2 separate regions of the Sus scrofa genome follow, and region 2 is linked to region 1. Evidence: chromatin contacts called from public Hi-C data. All regions are on one chromosome and are shown on one strand. Each heading gives the region's core, a stretch centred on a gene start, on an enhancer-like site or on the middle of the called end of the contact. The rest is flanking DNA. Distances are from core to core; before and after follow the strand shown. Region 1 has its middle 23 kb from the start of AKIRIN2. Region 2 has its middle 42 kb from the start of TRNAE-UUC.

Region 1 (5,252 bases), core at 1,203-3,702:
AACAGAAACAGACTCACAGATATAGAGAACAGACATGTGGTTTTCAAGGGGGAGGGGGAGGGAGAGACTGGGAGTTTGAGGTTAGCAGATGTAAGCTATTACACAGGAAAGGGATAAACACCAAGGTCTTAGTGCATAGCACAAGGGACTATATTCAATATCCTGTGATAAACCATAATGGAAAAGAATATGAAAAAGAATGTATGCAAATGTATAACTGAATCACTTTTCTATATAGCAGAAATTAGCACAACATTGTAAATCAACTATACTTCCATAAAACTAATTTTAAAAAAGGAATACACAGTCTGGAGTTCCTGTTGTGGCTCAACGGCAACGAACCTGACCAGTATCCATGAGGATGTGGATTCAATCCCTGGCCTCACTTAGTGGGTTAAGGATCTGGCATTGCTGTGGCTGTGGTATAGGCTGGCAGCAGCAGCTTAGATTCTACCCCTAGCTGGGGAACTTCCATTTGCCACGGGTCCCACCCTAAAAACAAACAAACAAAGAATACACAGTCTGATGCCAGACTGTCCATGGTCTGTATGTCTGTGATATAATCAGGGCACTGTCCCTGTGTGGGGCTCTCAGAACACAGACACTGAGATGGATGGAGTTTGGGATGCATAATCATTATTAGGAATCAATATGTTTAGAAGGAAGGAGAAGGACAGAGGATTGGGCCAAAGCAAACAACCATTCTGGTTAGCCTGGGATGAGTTTATCGGCACACAGAACTTTCAGTGCTAAAAGCAAGACAGTCTCAGGCAAACTGGGAAGGTTAGTCACCCTAGCTGGGGCAGAAGTTGAAATGTGATACAGGCTCAGCAAATCTTCTACCAACCAGGCAGGGAGCTCTGTTGCGACGACGACCCATCAGAATTGTCCCATGTTGGGCCGAGATGCCTATGCCTTTGTACCTTGCCATTCTGTTCAAGGCAGGCTGTCCTTGGAAGGCCATGACCTTGGGCCAAAGAGCTGAGGCAGAGCCTGAAGGCACTGACAGGTGAAGGCAATGGAGGAGAAAATCCTTTGAAAGACAGTGCCTCTCTAGTTCTATCCCAGGCCCCATTTTGTGCCTTGATTTTCTTCATCTGCAAAATGGGGATATAATGTAAACAGCTTTATTGTGAGGATTAAATGAGTTAATATGTGTAAAGTAATTGGATCAGGGCTCAGCACACAGTAAGCTCCTAAGTATTAGCTATTTTGCCAGATCAGATGTTTTCCCTGGTGCTTCTTTTTTTCAATTAAAAAAAATTTTTTTTATCAGATCCTGAAATTCTTGATCTTTGGGTGACCTTTGTCAAACCACAATTTGACATTATTAAGTCAAATTACGTCATTGATTATTACTGTATCATTATTACGTCAGTCTGATTGTAATGCAGATAGCCAATCTAGAGAGTTCTTCATGTAACTCATTGGATTTGGCCACCAGCTGGTTTCTTAATTATAGCCAAGAACCTGGGGTATGAGTATCTTCCATGTTTCTTCTTACTCCTTGGTGTTGGGTTGAGTAAGGAAACCTCCTCAACTCCTTATGCTATGTCTATTATTGGATAATGGAAAGGATTAAGCAGGAGAAAAGTGATAGAAAAGTAAGGCCAGAAGGAAGAAATTTTAAGTTAAAAGTAGCTTTCACAAAAAAAGAATTTAAGCATGAGAATTTGGAAGCTGGGGGGAAAGTATAAATGGCAGAGTGATTAAAGACTCTTTTTAGCCTGGGTAAGTTTTGTGATCATGAGGCTGATGAGATAAATGATCCTCACCCCGACTTCCTTTTTCTCCAAAATAAGCCATGTTGTGTAATTCCATCAGGTGGCCACTGGCCTGCTGGTTCCTCTGCTCTGAAGACGCTAAAGCTACTAAAAGTCACGTGAATCACTTTATGAGTAAGAGCAGGAAACAGCACTAGGTTAACATTTGGAGTGTGACATTCTCAGTGTGAAAAATACTTCCCTCCACAAAGAGCTGGACACAAATTACTTTTTATAGTAGCCCTTGGCTTTCCATTTACCCAGGCAGGAAGTGTGAGGGAGCAGGGTTCCACACCCTCTTTTACCTGGATGACGTCCCTCTGTGTCATCTAATAGATGCTACTCAGAACAAGAAGGTGCATTATTTATCCCCTCCTTTCATCACCTGAGCTAAAGCAAGCCAGCCAACAAACTGAGCAAAAGAGCAATCTTAAAGGCCAAAAATAAAACAAAATAAAATAAAAACTATAAGATCTCTTTAGGTTGTTCTTCCATTGAATTCCAAGCATTATTTGTGTAGTTTCCCTTACCTGAACTGTTGGCATGAGAGGTGCAATTTTATTCTTGAAGCAGGGTGTTTCTCGGGCTTGGAGCCAAAGCAGTTGGCTCATTCACTTCCTTCTCTGCTGTATTTCTTCAGGGCTTTCTGCATGTTAGAAGCTTATTACCGGATGATTCAGGAGGGGATGCAGGAAGTATGGTTCCTCCTGACATTGGCTTCTCACATCTTTCTGGCCCATACTGGTTTACTTCACCAAGGAAGACACAGAGTTTCCTTTATCTGGGTTCCTTGGCAAAGGCATGGTTATCACGATGAAAATTCAAAGTAGAAAGAAGGGTTTTCCTGCCCCCTCTGCAAGGGAAAGCGACTGGGACTTCACTCCTGGGAGGAGCATGGACTGTTCTGCCCTGGGCTTCTTCTGATTTCTAGTACTGAGCTGTTTTGGAGCAGGTGACCCAGCTGAGTCGGTGACGCAGCTAAGGACACATACTTTCCACTCTCTCCCTAGTGGAAATGTTCCCCTTCATTCCTATAACCTTTCTCACCTGCCTGGTCCCTCTCAAGAACCACAGCGTATGTTTCCTATTCTAAAGTTTTAGGATTTGAGGCACCTGGCCCAGACCAGCAGTACTCACTCTGCATCTCTTTCCAGGAATTACACTGATGACCTTGACCTACGGGCTCAGCCAACCATGACAGCCGTTTCCAGGGAACTTAAAAGTCATATTCCTTTGTGTTATCAAGTGAAGTTGAGCCAGACCTGTTTGCTTTTGCGTCTCCACCGAGGTTCAGGGTTCTGATCCAAACAGGAGTGGGCCAAGGGGGAGCGGCTTGGAAACTTGCATGCAGGATCACAGAAGAGGATGATCTATGAGCAGAAAGGCTGCCAGAAACCAGAGGGAGGAGAAAGCAAAGGCAGCAGGTTCAGCCGTCCCCTTTTCATCATGCGACTCGGAGATCCTCTTACCAACTGGAGGAGTGCCCGGCTAAGGCTTCTTATTCAACGATGCATGAGATAAAATTTCTAGGTTGGTGTTTGAGCAAATGACTCACTTACCTTTTTATCATCTGAGAGAGGCAAGAAAGTTTTCATATCTCCATACATTTTGTACTTTATCCTTACACTTTCCCGATAAAAAATAAGAAAAATGAAGAAAATCTGAGAAAATTCCTTCATGGGCCCCAGACACAAAGTTTATTTTATGGACTAAACCAAAATAATGTCTAATCTCAGAACTACTTGAGCTTTATAATTAATGAACTTTAAATTTTCTGGTTAACTGTACATGTACTAAGAGACTTTTTTCTTTTTTCTTTTTACAAAGCTGCACCTGCAGCCTAGGGAAGTTTCCTGACTAGGGGTCGAATGGGAACTGCAGTTGGGGCCTTTGCCACAAGCACAGCAATGGCTGATCCAAGCCACATCTGCAACCTACGCCACAGTGTGCAGTAATGCCAGATCCTTAACCCACTGAGCAAGGGCAAAGATTGAACCTGCATCCTCACAGAGACAACGTTGGGTCCTTAACCCACTGAGCCACAATGAGAACTCCGCTATGAGACTTTTTATACCCTGCAAAAAATAGTTGGATATGTTTGGTATCTTTTCCCCTCATTATCTCTTTTTTTTTTTTTCTCTCTCTACACTTTCATCATAACCACTGCTAAGATGATCTGGTTATCTATTTCATATACATTAAAACAAGCTGTTTAATTTATGTGTGGTTAGATATTTTTAACTGAGTATTTGTACAGATCCTTGAAAAATTAGTTGTCAGAAAATGGAAGAGAGGGTTGACATTGCACTACAGTGATGGAAACAGGCATTGATGAAAGAATCAGTTCTTCTAGGGAGTCAAACTATCCCCATGTACATCTTGAGTCACATTTCTCCTCTATATCTTTTGCAATCTCTTCTTATGTAGCCTGCCTGACTTCCTACCATATCCTCAAAAATGCCTCCTTTCACCTCTAGGATTCAACTAGAGATAGGAGAAATAGGAGTTCCCATTGTGGCTCAGTGGTTAACGAACCCAAGTAGCATCCATGAGGACACAGGTTTGATCCCTGGCCTTGCTTAGTGGCTTAAAGATATGGTGTTGCCATGAGCTGTGGTGTAGGTCACACACGCAGCTTGGATCTAGTGTTGCTCTGTGGCTATGGTGTAGGCCAGCAGCTGCAGCTCTGATTCGACCCCTAGCCTGGGAATCTCCATATGCTGCAGGTGCAGGCCTAAAAAAAAAAAAGAGAAGAGAAATAAACTGAGATCCAAGATATTTTTCAGCAGTCAGATCTCACTAGATTGCATCTTCAGCTTGAAATCAATTAGAGGGCTTATGTCCTCCTTGGCATGTCTTTTCCCTTTAAGTCCTTTTGGGCCACTTTGGCAGCTTGTGAGATCTCTCCCTCAGAGTATGGTTGGATGTCCCTTCTCATATTCACTAATGTTTCCATTCTTTGTCCTTTGATGAATTTGGAAAAGGTTTTAGGAATTTACTACACAGGAGCAAACTCTTTCCCCCCAAATCATAACATAGACCAAAAAAACAGTGTAAATCTTGTAAGTACAGAATTCTGAGGCATTTGGGGTAATACTTTCTAGAGGAGAGATTTGTGAATGCTATTTGAGGGGCTTAATCCGTAGGCATAATATTGCTTTATGAACTATAAGCTGGAATTGTTAAAATAACTACAGGTGGACAGATGCCAAATGGCAAAGCTGGGGTGGAAAGTACTGGTAAGAAGAGATTTTTACTGCTCCATTTACTCACAGAAAAACTCCACCCAATAATTTCTGCAAAGCAAGAGGATAATATATTGAATCCTCTGTTGATCTCCAAAATCTTGAGCCTCTGAGTTAGGGTGAGTAAAATACCCTGATTGAAGTCGTTAAAATAAACACTGATATAAATACCTAGGGAAAACTGGCAGTGAAACTGCTGAGAAATCCCCTAATTGTTCCATTTTCCTAAGACTCATCGCGGGTG
Region 2 (5,252 bases), core at 1,721-4,220, 170 kb before region 1:
ATGCAACAACATTTGAAGAAGAGGATTCTCAGTCAGGGTCATGCAGTCTCTGGGATTTAGAGTTTTTGGAGCAAACCTCCTACTCCTACGAGGCATTTTATCTTTCCTTTTCTTATGTTATAACTTAGGGGCTGGAAACCTGCTGGAAAGAGGGGGAGTATGCCACATCTCCAGTGACCCTCTCCTCCTGCACAAGAAAATGCCACACTCTTGCTCTGCACCCCTCCTGAGAAGATCTTTCAGTCTGTGGGGTCCAGTCTCAGCTCATGTGCCAGCATCAAGGTACCTCCTGAGAATACTTGTTGAACCCCAGGTTTCCTGAAGCAGAAGGATGACAAATGATCAAGAAGTAACTAGTTAGGTTACGCCACAACCCTGTATGAGTTTGTCCTTAATCCCAGCATTGTCTGTGCCCTGGGAAGCTTGTCAAACCCTACATCCACCATGCCACAGTTCTCCATCAACTCCTTCCCCCGAAAGGAATTCCACCCAAGGGAGTGCATTTGCCAGTCTTCAGTACCTCCTAAAGACATCTTTTTCTATTAACAACTTAAATGAGGTGTTGTTTTCATGCCATCAAATTCACCTGTTCTACATGTAAGATGCATTGATTTTTAGTAAGTTTACTGATTTGGGCAACCACAATCTTCTATGGAACATCTCCAGCACCCCAGTATGATCCCCGATGTCTGCTTTCACCTAACATCTTAATGATACAAGAGTAAGACCAAGACACAGGGGGAAGGAAGGTGAGGAGTGCACTTTATGGGGTGAAAGAACTCAGAGAGATGCAGAGGGGAAAGGCAGGAGGAAGACTTCAGATCATCTCAGAAGATGTTGTTGGAATGCATGGCACGGTGGCCAGTTCTTCATTGCTGCTCCTCAGGGAAAAGCCGTGGGATTACAAAAGCAAACATCCTCTTAACATATGATCCAGCGATGGTGATCCTTAGTAATTACCCAAAGAAGTTGGAAACTTACATCCACACAAAATCCTGCCCATGGATGATCAGAACTTTATTCATAATTGCCCAAACTTGGAAGCAACCAAGACGCTCTTCAGCAGGTGAATAGATAAATAGACTATAGTACATCCAGACAACGGAATGTTATTAAGCACTTTGAAAAAGAGCTATCAAGGAGTTTCCATTGTGGCACAGTGGAAAACGAATCCAACTAGGAACCATGAGGTTGCAGGTTCAATCCCTGGCCTCGCTTAGTGGGTTACAAATCCAGCGTCGCCGTGAGCTGTGGTGTAGGCCACAGATGCAGCTTGGATCTGGTATCGCTGTGGCTGTGGTGTAGGCCGGCAGCTGTAACTCCAATTAGACGCCTATCCTGGGAACCTCCACATGCCGGGCGGTGAGGCCCTAAAAAAAAAAAAAAAAAAAAAAAAAAAAACAGAGCTATCAAGTCATGAAAGGACATGAAGGAAATGTAAATGCGTAGTATTAAGTAAAAGAAGACAATTGGGAAGTGTTGCAGACTATGATTCCAACTATGTGACATTCGAAAAAGGCAAAACTATAGAGACAGGAGAAAGGTCAATGGTTAGGGGTTGGAGGGAGGAGCAAATAAGTACAGCACAGAAAATTTTTAGGGCAGTGTAAATACTTTGTATAATATCACAAAGGTAGATACAAGTCATTATTAATTTGTTCCAACTTCCGCAATATACAATACCCAGAGTGACCCCTAATGTGAATTACAGACTCTGAGTGATTATGATGCACCAATGTAGGATGATCACCTGTGTGACAAAGGTACCACTTTGCTGGAGGATGTCAGTAATGGAGGAGGCTCTGCTTATATGGAAGCAGAGGTCATATGGAAAATTTCTCGATAACTTTCTTTCAATTGTACTGTGAACCTAAACCTATTCTTGAAAAATATTGTCTTTAAAAAAAGCCGTCAGAGTACATGGCCCCGCCAAATGCAGTGCAATTGGTAGCAAAGTGTAGAAGATCCCTTTTCCCAGAATTCCCAATACCTAATGTTGCACTTTGTGCGGGGTTAATACTTAGATGTTTGTTAAATTGAAATGGGTTGGAGGGATGAGGGATTGGAGGGGGAAATCCTTTCTCCAGGGTATTTGTCACCAAGCATCCTTTCTCACCAGTTTTATTTTGGGTGATTACCTCATTCCACCATGTGTTATGTGTCGTCTTAGAGGGACAGTAATTCCAGGGATCCAGGAAGCCATAGAATAAGATTTTCTTCTTTTTCACCCCAGCACATCCAGGGACAAAGGTGTCACTTGGACTCACTTTAAACCAATGACATGAGATCAAAAGAAATGGCACACTGTCTATGGCCACAGCTGTCCTGACCTCAAACAGATTCAAGCTGCTATGAAGCAGGTGTTTGCTTCCTGCTTCCAGGCTTCCAGAGATGCCTTATTCCTACCTGTTCGAAACCCAGTTGCCCATCTCCTACTGATTCTGTGAGTCCTTCCAGTAATCCCTTATTACCCAGATTTGGATTCTGTTGCTTGCAACCAAGAAATCCTAACCACTTCATGCTGTTTAAAAGCAATGGCGATGACAGAGGTGAGAGGTGACAAGGACCTAAATTGGGTAATGGGGTGGCTTCCCCAATAAGGAAATTCAGGGGTAACTATTTTGTGACTAAAGAGAGATTTCGAGGCAGAAAAGGGAGTGAAGTCAAAGTTGATGCCAACGTTTTATACCGCGTGTATTTCTACCAGAAACTGTTTTCGGTCATTTGAACGTTCACCCAGGTGGGCTGAGAAAAGTGGTTGCACGTTTCTTATAAATGGATCAACAGAGCAAACTATTTTAAGACCTAACATATGAGGATGAATAATTTTCACATGCTTTTCACTTCGCAGAGAGAACCACCACCACGGCTTGTGAGGCAGTTGGTCTCACGGCTCAACCTCACGCACGTGCTGCCTGGGCAAGTGAGTCAGTCCCCTCCAAGTGCTGCTTCCTGCTGAATGGAAGAGCCAAGCTTGTGAGTCAGCCCTGCTCGCAGCCAAGAGGCTTTGATTCAGGATTATTTTCTGCCTTACCACACAAGGTTCAAAATGTCCAATCTCTTTTCTCTAGCACTGATGCCCAAATAGTGGCTTCATTAAAAATGTTCATTTTTATATGATACAAATGGACTTATTTACAAAACAGAAACAGTCTCACAGATGCAGAAAACAAACTTACAGTTAGGAAAGGGGAAATGTTGGGGGGGATAAATTAGGAGTTTGGGATTAGCAAATACATACTGCTCTGAGGACCTACTGTAGAGCACAGGGAACTATATTCAATATCTTGTAATAACCTATCATTTAGAACACACGAAAAAGAATATATATGTGTATGTGTGTATAACAGAATCACTTTGCTGTCCACCAGAAACTGACACAACATTGTAAATCAACTATACTTCACTTTTTTAAAATGTTCATTTTTAGAAATCATTGATCCTTTCTGCGCTCCTCCAAAATAAACATATAAATAAATAAAAGAAAGAAAAAGCAACCAAGAACGAGCAAAATGGTGAGGGGTACCATATCACATGTTAATGCTGAATGCCAGCTTCAATGGTTCAATGCCCAGTTTATGATGATGACAGAGCTCAGATGAAATGAGGATAGAAGAAATGTGCTATCACATGAAAACTATTTATGAATTTCCAGGCTGTTTGTCAATGAATAAAAGCTATGATCATTGGATAGATACACATTTTGTTAGTGCTACTTCGAACTGACACTTTGCCAAATTGCTACCATCCTTTCAGGGACGGTGTTTGAGGGAAATCATGACTTAATGGACTAGAGCTAAAAGGCTGGGCAAAAATATCAGGGCAGCAGCCTATTACTAAAGGGCTATGGCATGAAAGCCTTGGAATGCTTGTCAGTTGGAAGGGATCTCTGAGGTCACAGGGTCCAATCCTACTCGCCCGTGCCCTCCCCCGCATCCCCCTGCCCTTCCCCCCGCCCCCCGGCTGAAGCCTGCCAATTAGAACACACTCATAGATAATTTCAATGGTGTTGTATCACATACAAATGCTAGAGTGAGTCTCCTAGTGTTTCACAGACTGGAAATCTGATCCAAGAGCAGGAATAGATTAGCAGAGTTTATCTAGCGTACACATGAATCCTCTCATTGCCCTCTTTAGAGTAGAAATATGTCATTCTAGTTCAGTTTCCTGGGGTCACAAAGATAAGACAATATCTACTTCGATTTCAAACAGAATCCTTTATAGATAAAAGAAGCTTTTCGGTATAGAAAATAAAACGGCTTTTCAAATAGCCTCTCACCACAGTTAGTAATAATTTATGCTTGGTGAACAGGAAAATATGCTGAATTTATTCATTTTACTGCGCACCGCCTGTCGAAAGGGCAAGCTGATAGAGAGTAGGGGTGGGTAACTTATCAGGATTTGCAAATCTGATATAAAAGATTTTTGTAATTCCTCCGGACTTCATGAGGAGAGGAAAATTAACTCTGAAGGTGCAGAACAAAAAAATTCCTCTTACTGTCAGAGCCATGGTATCTGGCATTTTACCACATAGGCGGTTCTAGATGCTGCTTTTTCTTTTGTCCTCCAATATAAATGTTTGCCACACTTTTGAGCCCTTATAAAAAATTATGTCACAGCAGATCATCTGTGGTTATGAACCTAGAGTCTGGCCTAGTTTCATGGGCACTTTCCTGCCCCACTTTCATAAACACCTCTAATAGCTGGATAGCAGTTTACTCTCCTCCTCTGCCAACCAGCCCCGTTGCTTTAGTCAGGGCATATTTGTTTTCAAGCCTAATTATTTCTGAAGGAAAACTTAATTTTCTTGCATGATTTCCAGGCAATGTTTTAGAATGTCTTGTGTTTCCTGTCCACTTTGAAATGAAAGATGGTTTTTATATGCCCAGGTGGTCTCCTCATGTAGTAGGAGCTGTTGAAATGCCTTACTTTCAAACAATTGTTCAGAGGACATCTGTGGCTTTCTGCTTCACGTGGCAGACAGGCCATTAGGTACAGCTTGAAATTTAGAAAATTAGCCTAAATCAAAGTGCATCGGATAAACAACAAGGTGCTATTACATAGCACAGGGAACTATATTTAATATCCTGTAATAAAACCATAATGGAAAAGAGTTTTTAAAAAAATTAAAAGGCAGATAACTGAAGTCTTAACTCATATGTCACCTCTTTCTTTTTGCCAACATGTCAACCAGTAAAATCTTTACCATAAGTTAAAATTACAGCATGAAGTTTGGGGCATTTTGAAGAGAA

The links. Hi-C and Micro-C count contacts between places; a contact is called where the count stands out from the background.
Region 2: a contact with region 1 is called in a Hi-C map of skeletal muscle, with 4 times the contacts expected there. The contact joins two enhancer-like sites. A contact is called at or near these places in 1 of 47 Hi-C or Micro-C datasets (skeletal muscle) and 2 of 2 datasets of contacts at active chromatin or transcription factors (alveolar macrophages and skeletal muscle).

The regions. Positions count from the first base shown.
Region 1 is chr1:56,089,966-56,095,217 of Sscrofa11.1, reverse strand. No RefSeq gene overlaps it. Among named protein-coding and RNA genes, the nearest start is that of AKIRIN2, 23 kb to the right of the region's middle. Within about 2 kb of position 2,452, at least 20 of the 83 cell types and tissues checked have an H3K27ac peak or open chromatin away from gene starts, as enhancers often do. A contact at or near this core is called in skeletal muscle, where this site is marked.
Region 2 is chr1:56,259,504-56,264,755 of Sscrofa11.1, reverse strand. No RefSeq gene overlaps it. Among named protein-coding and RNA genes, the nearest start is that of TRNAE-UUC, 42 kb to the left of the region's middle. Within about 2 kb of position 2,970, at least 9 of the 83 cell types and tissues checked have an H3K27ac peak or open chromatin away from gene starts, as enhancers often do. A contact at or near this core is called in skeletal muscle, where this site is marked.